Linked DNA regions of Sus scrofa: region 1 is linked to region 2. A link is a contact called in public Hi-C data. All regions are on one chromosome and are shown on one strand. The core of a region is the stretch at or near the end of the contact, and the rest is flanking DNA. Distances in the headings are between cores, read along the strand shown.

What was found. A called contact is a pair of places that touch in the nucleus more often than the background predicts.
Region 1: a contact with region 2 is called in a Hi-C map of omental adipose tissue, with 2.1 times the contacts expected there. The contact joins the enhancer-like site here to the promoter of CDON in region 2. A contact is called at or near these places in 3 of 5 promoter capture datasets (fetal liver, fetal skeletal muscle and liver), 7 of 47 Hi-C or Micro-C datasets (adipocytes, embryonic fibroblasts, fetal heart ventricle and 4 more) and 1 of 2 datasets of contacts at active chromatin or transcription factors (skeletal muscle).

What each region holds. Positions count from the first base shown.
Region 1 is chr9:53,237,667-53,240,366 of Sscrofa11.1, forward strand. No RefSeq gene overlaps it. Among named protein-coding and RNA genes, the nearest start is that of CDON, 60 kb to the left of the region's middle. Within about 2 kb of position 1,360, at least 9 of the 83 cell types and tissues checked have an H3K27ac peak or open chromatin away from gene starts, as enhancers often do. A contact at or near this core is called in omental adipose tissue, where this site is marked.
Region 2 is chr9:53,177,510-53,180,291 of Sscrofa11.1, forward strand. CDON (cell adhesion molecule-related/down-regulated by oncogenes) reads right to left here and starts at 1,372. Exons shown (of 20, transcript XM_021063103.1): 1 at 934-1,372.

The DNA of each region.
Region 1 (2,700 bases), core at 110-2,609, 60 kb after region 2:
CATAGGTAAGGATCAGGGTAGAGGCAAGCTCGCATCGTCTTTCAAAGCTGATATTTAGTGTCCCCAGTACTGGTTCTGGTGGTCCTCCTTCCCCCAAATGGGCAGGAAGAATGCTTCATCAAGTAGTTCTTCCATTTATTGGGGGTTTTAGTTCTGCAGAAGAAATCAAAGGCATTGTTATGTATATTTCTTAAGGAGGACCCAGGACCCCGCCCCAAGGCTACACTGCTCCTCCCCGGTCTCTGCATCCCCTCCCTTCCCTGATTAGCAACTGCCCTTTGGAACTCACAGAAGGTCATGGAGGCTGAGGCTTATTCCCTAAAAACACGCAATGGAGGACACAGAGAGGCTTGTGTGCCCAGGAGCCCCACAGGGCATTAGCTCTGTTACACTCCAGCCTGGGAACTTCCAAATGCCCAAATGTGGCCCTAAAAAGACAAAAAAATAAATAAAGTCATAAGACACATGTTGGACACCCAACTCTTCTCTTACTGTCTGTGGGACTCTCACCCCACTGAGCCTCAGTTTCCTCATCTATAAAAGGGGAATACAAAAGCTGTTTTATTTAGCTGTTGTAACGAGCAGGGCCCTGTATGGCTCCTGGGTACACAAGACTTCCTGTGTCTTCCATTTCTTATTCTTAGGGAATAAGTTTCAGCTTCCATGACCTTCCCTGAGTCCCAAAGGGCAGTTGGTAATCAGGGAAGGGAGGGGATGCAGAGACCTGGGAGAAGCAGTCACGAGACAATAGTGCAGCCTTGGGTCAGGGTCCTGGGTCCTCCTCAAGAAATAATACATAAAGATATCTTTGAGCCTTTCTGCAGAACTAAAACCCCCAATAAATGGAAGAACTACTTGATGAAGCATTCTTCCTTCCCATTCCAGAACCGGTCCTGGGGCCACTAAGCACTAGCTTTGAAAGACAATGCAAACCTGCCTCTACCCTGATCCTTATCTGTGGCCCTATTTTTCTACTCCCCAAATTATAAAATCACCTCCTAACCTCCCCCAAGGGAGGCAGTCTTTAAGGCATTAGCCTGCTGTGGCCTCATTTGCCCGGCAAAGCAATAAAGCTATCTTTTTCTCCTTAACCCAAAACTCTGTCTCTGCATTTCTATTCTGCGGAAAGAGGCCGAGTTTCAACAACATCGTGATGATTAAATTTGGAAGGACAGACGAACAACGATGACGAAAATTACTGCATTGATATTACTCATTTTTCTCCTATTCCCCTAACTCAAGTAAGGGCAAGCCTGGGCCAAATCTGGGGAAAGGCTGTTTTCTCCCTCCTAAGCCATCAAGTCCCATCTCACCCTCTCCAGTCTGAAAGACAGCGTCCTCCTGTCTCTGCTTGAGCCGGGGGAGGCAGGAGGCAGGGTGGATCCCAGCACGGGGAGCCCAGAGCTGTCTCCTCCATCTGTCTACAAGGGAGTGCTCTTGGCAAGGAGCAACCCTCCAAATGCCGTAGGTGAAATCCATCACCGGGGCCCTGGACTGAGATAAGATAGAGGAACATAAATCAAGGCTCCCAGAGATAAGAAGGCAGCCTGGGGCTTAAAAAATGCAACTCTCCTGCCAGCTGCCCACTTCTACAACACTGCAAAGCAGAGGTCTGTGCTAGGTGGGGAAGGAACCCAGATCCTGGGCCCTTCTTAGAGAAGGAGGAAACTCAGCCTCCTCTCTTCCTCTTACCAAGTGCCAGCCAGAGAGGAGAAACAGGCATATTTATTGAATTTCTCTCAGAAAAAAAGGGAAAAAAAGAAAAGCAAACAAACCAGCCACTGGCATTAGAATTTTTTTCCTTTTTAGGGCCATAAGTGTGGCACATGGAAGTTCCCAGGCTAGGGGTCAAATTAGAGCTGCAGCTGCTGGCCTCTACCACAGCCACAGCAATTCAGGGTCTGGGCCTTGTCTGCAACCAATGATACAGCTTGTGGCAATGCTGGATCCTTAACCCACTGAATGAGGGTCAAACCTGAATCTTCATGGATAGCAGTCAGATTCTTTTTTTTTTTTTTGGCCACCCCATGGCATATAGAGTTCATGGGCCAGGGATCAGACCCGACCTATGCCGCAGCTACAGCAATGCAGGATCCATAACCAACTGTGCCTGCCGGGGATGGAACCTGTGTCCCAGTGCTCCCAAGACACTGCCAAACTTGTTGTCCCACAGCAGGAACTCCATTGGTCAGATTCTTAACCCATTGAGCCACAAGGGGAACCCACCATTAGAGATTAAGGGCAAAGTTTGAGGGTCAGGCAGCCTGGGTTCAAATCCTGACTCTTACTTTGTGATCTTGAACAATCTACCTTATCTCTGTGGGTGTCAATTTCCAATAGGGATGGTACTAATGTTGCTGAAACTCGGCCTCTGTCCACTGGTGCCGAATAGAAACGTGGGGACAGAGATTTGAGCGAGGGAGAAAAAAATAGTCTTGACTGCTTTGCCAGGCAAAGGAGGCCACAGCAGGCTAATGCCCTAAAGACTGTGCCCTCCGTTGGGAGAGAAGAGGAGGTGGTTTTATAGTTAGGGAATAGAAGGCCACAGATAAGGATCAGAGTAGATATAAGGTTTTATTCTTCTTCAGAGTTGGTGTTTAGTGGCCCCAGGACTTGGGATCTTAGTTCTGCAGAAGAACTTGAAGATATTCTTTTTTTTTTTTTTTTTTTTTTTTGCTCTTTAGGGACACACCTGCAGCA
Region 2 (2,782 bases), core at 122-2,621:
GCCTCTTTGACTGGCCATTGGTCTGAGACTAAATCTCATGTTACCTTTTAGTCCAATCTTCTGCTTTCTCAAGGTGTCTGAATTAGGACCCAGAGGTTCTGTTAATGAGCTTCCCTAAATTCTAGATCTCAACTGGATAACAGCCTGCCCTTAAGGCACCTGCCACCCTCTGGAGTCCGGACTGGGAAAGGCAGGCATTCTATAGAAGGCTCCTTTGGAGAGCCTTCCACCTGACTTGGTGAGGTTAGGGAGAACAATGAAGGGAAGGGCGAGAGAGCCTCTCTATCCCCCTCAGTGATTTATTACAGAAATCCCTAGATGTGGAGAGAATGCAACAAAGGTCTGGAAGCTGCGGAGTGAAATAAATGGCGAGCTGCAGTGTATTTAGCAAATGATAATGCAATCCACAGAAAGCTTTACAGAGGAGAAGGAAAAATACGCTCCCTGGGGCTGGGAAGTCACTGAGTCTATGAAGGCAGAGAAAGATACATTGTGCAGGAAATTTCTCTTGATTCTCCCTAACCATAAATCACTGTGTCTGGAGGGCGCTCTGCGGGATGGAGGTTGAGAGAGGCGAGGGACCCCGCTCCCTTGGGAAAACATGCTGGCGCCCCAAGCTCCCCGCTGTGCTGCATCTCACCTGCCCCAGCGGATCATTGTCAAAGAGATTTAACAGTGTCACTGACACCTCACCCCGCCTCCTCCCACGAGGAGGCTCAGAGTCCCCGAGGACTGGGGACGCCTGAGCTCCCCGCTGCGCATCCGTCAGCTGCCCTCCCCAGACCCCGCAGGCAGCCTGGACCCCCACGACCTCCGGGGCATGCTGGCCCGTCCACTCTCTGACCTCCACCTCCCAAGCCTCGTGGCTCCCAAGCCCGGTGTCCCCAGGCCACCCCTCCCACCGACCCTTAGGTGGGACCCCCACCCCCGCACCTCTGAGCGGGGCTGGTTAAGCCCCCAGACCTCCTGCGCGGCAGCCGGCTCCGAGAGCCACCCCCAGGTCATCCCCCGCGCGCTGGCGGCGGCTACGGCGGCGGCTGCTGTCCGAACGGGCCCCTCCATGCACCAGGCAGGGCACCGGGAGGGCGCGGCGCCTCGCACGCCGGAGCGGGGACGCGAGGGCAGGCGGCGCGGAATCCCGGTCTCCTCACACGGAGCCGCGGGAGCCGGGCACCCGGGATTCAGGGGAGGGAAGCTGAGGAGAAGAGGGGGGAGGGCGGAGTCACTGGGGCGCGCCCCCGCGGCCGCGCTCCTCCCCCGCCCAGGCGCGCGGGCGCGTAACCCGGCGGGCGCTGGGCCAGCGAGGAGCACGCGAGGAGCGAGAGGAGGGAACCCGGCCGCGGAGGCCGCAGCTCCCCGACGGCCCGCGCCCGGCCGGAGGGTGCGCGCGCAGCCTGCCAGATCAGCGGCGGGGGGATGGGCCGTACCAACGTGACGGGGGGGCGCTCTGTGCAGGCCCTCCTCCCAGTCCCACTCCTGCTTGCTCTACAAGAGACCCCCCCCCCCAGGAAAGGAGAGGATAGTTTCTGCTTTATTTAGGAAAATGAAGATGAGCTGCCTTGGCATTTTCCAGAGTTTTCCATATGGCTGCACTCACTTTCCCCTCACCTTTGCTTCCCCGAGAGAGGCGTCATTTCGGGCCGGTCCACTACTGGTCTACACGCTCCCGGGTTTCCCCGCTTAGGCCCCGCCCCTCACCCATCCACCTAAGTTGTCTGAGGAGCCAGCTAGTCCATCCCTTCTGTTGGTGCCTACCTGGTATCTCTTTTATAGTTCCAACTTCCCGCCCCTTTTGGTTCCTTCGCGTTTTTACCACTTTCTGTGTTTAGATTCTTAGACAGCTTCGTCTGATTCCCCACCACACTCGCCCGGCATTCACATACGTGCAGGCAGGTAACAAAACTTCTCAGAGACTAGCAGAAGCTCAGTGTCGCCTGGTCCAACCAGCACGGCCTTTGGCCCCAGAGTCTTACCACTTCGTCCTTTGGACGTGCCCCAAGTGATCTGATCCCACTGAACTTCAGTTGTTCAAAAAGAAAAAAGGGGAAAATAATTTCTGTTTAAAAGGTTGTTGCGAAGCATAAATGTGATACTTGGTAGAAAGCACCTGCCACTGCGTGGACATTCAAGGACTGTGACTTCTATATAATAATAATATGTATTATTACATATATGTGTATTGGGTTTTTTTTTTACCATCGTCATTATTACTTACTATTTAACTACAAAAACAGCCCTAATGATACTCACAGTTCAAAAACACTCAGTACTGAACATCAAAGAAGCATGACAGTCTTCCTTACCTTTTTTCTTGAATTTCACAAGCAAATTTTTGAAAGTATAGTGGTGTTCAGACAGTTTATTGTTTTGCTTTAGCTATATCCAGGGTCTTTAGGAAAGCATAAGGTCCTAAGAAGGACAGTACAGGAGGATAAAAAAAAGAGTTCTATTTCTTTGTTTTCTATTGTTCCATTTTTTACTTATTTAAACTGAGTCTGGATGTTATTAACTTAAGCTGTATTAAATGATTTTTCAATTAGCAAATAAGATGTATAAACATTGAAGATTTATCTAAATTGAGATTTTTGTGTGAATGGAATGGAAGTCTTACAGGTTTTTTGTGGCACTCTGCAAGAATCCTAGCTGCCCTATACGGCAGCTGTCCTATTCCAACCCTTCCAGGTTCTACTCTTGGGGCCCCCATTGATTGTGGGCACCCCCAAACCTCACAATGTCATTTGAAAATCACTATGCCTATTACTCATAATCAGACCTAAGAAAT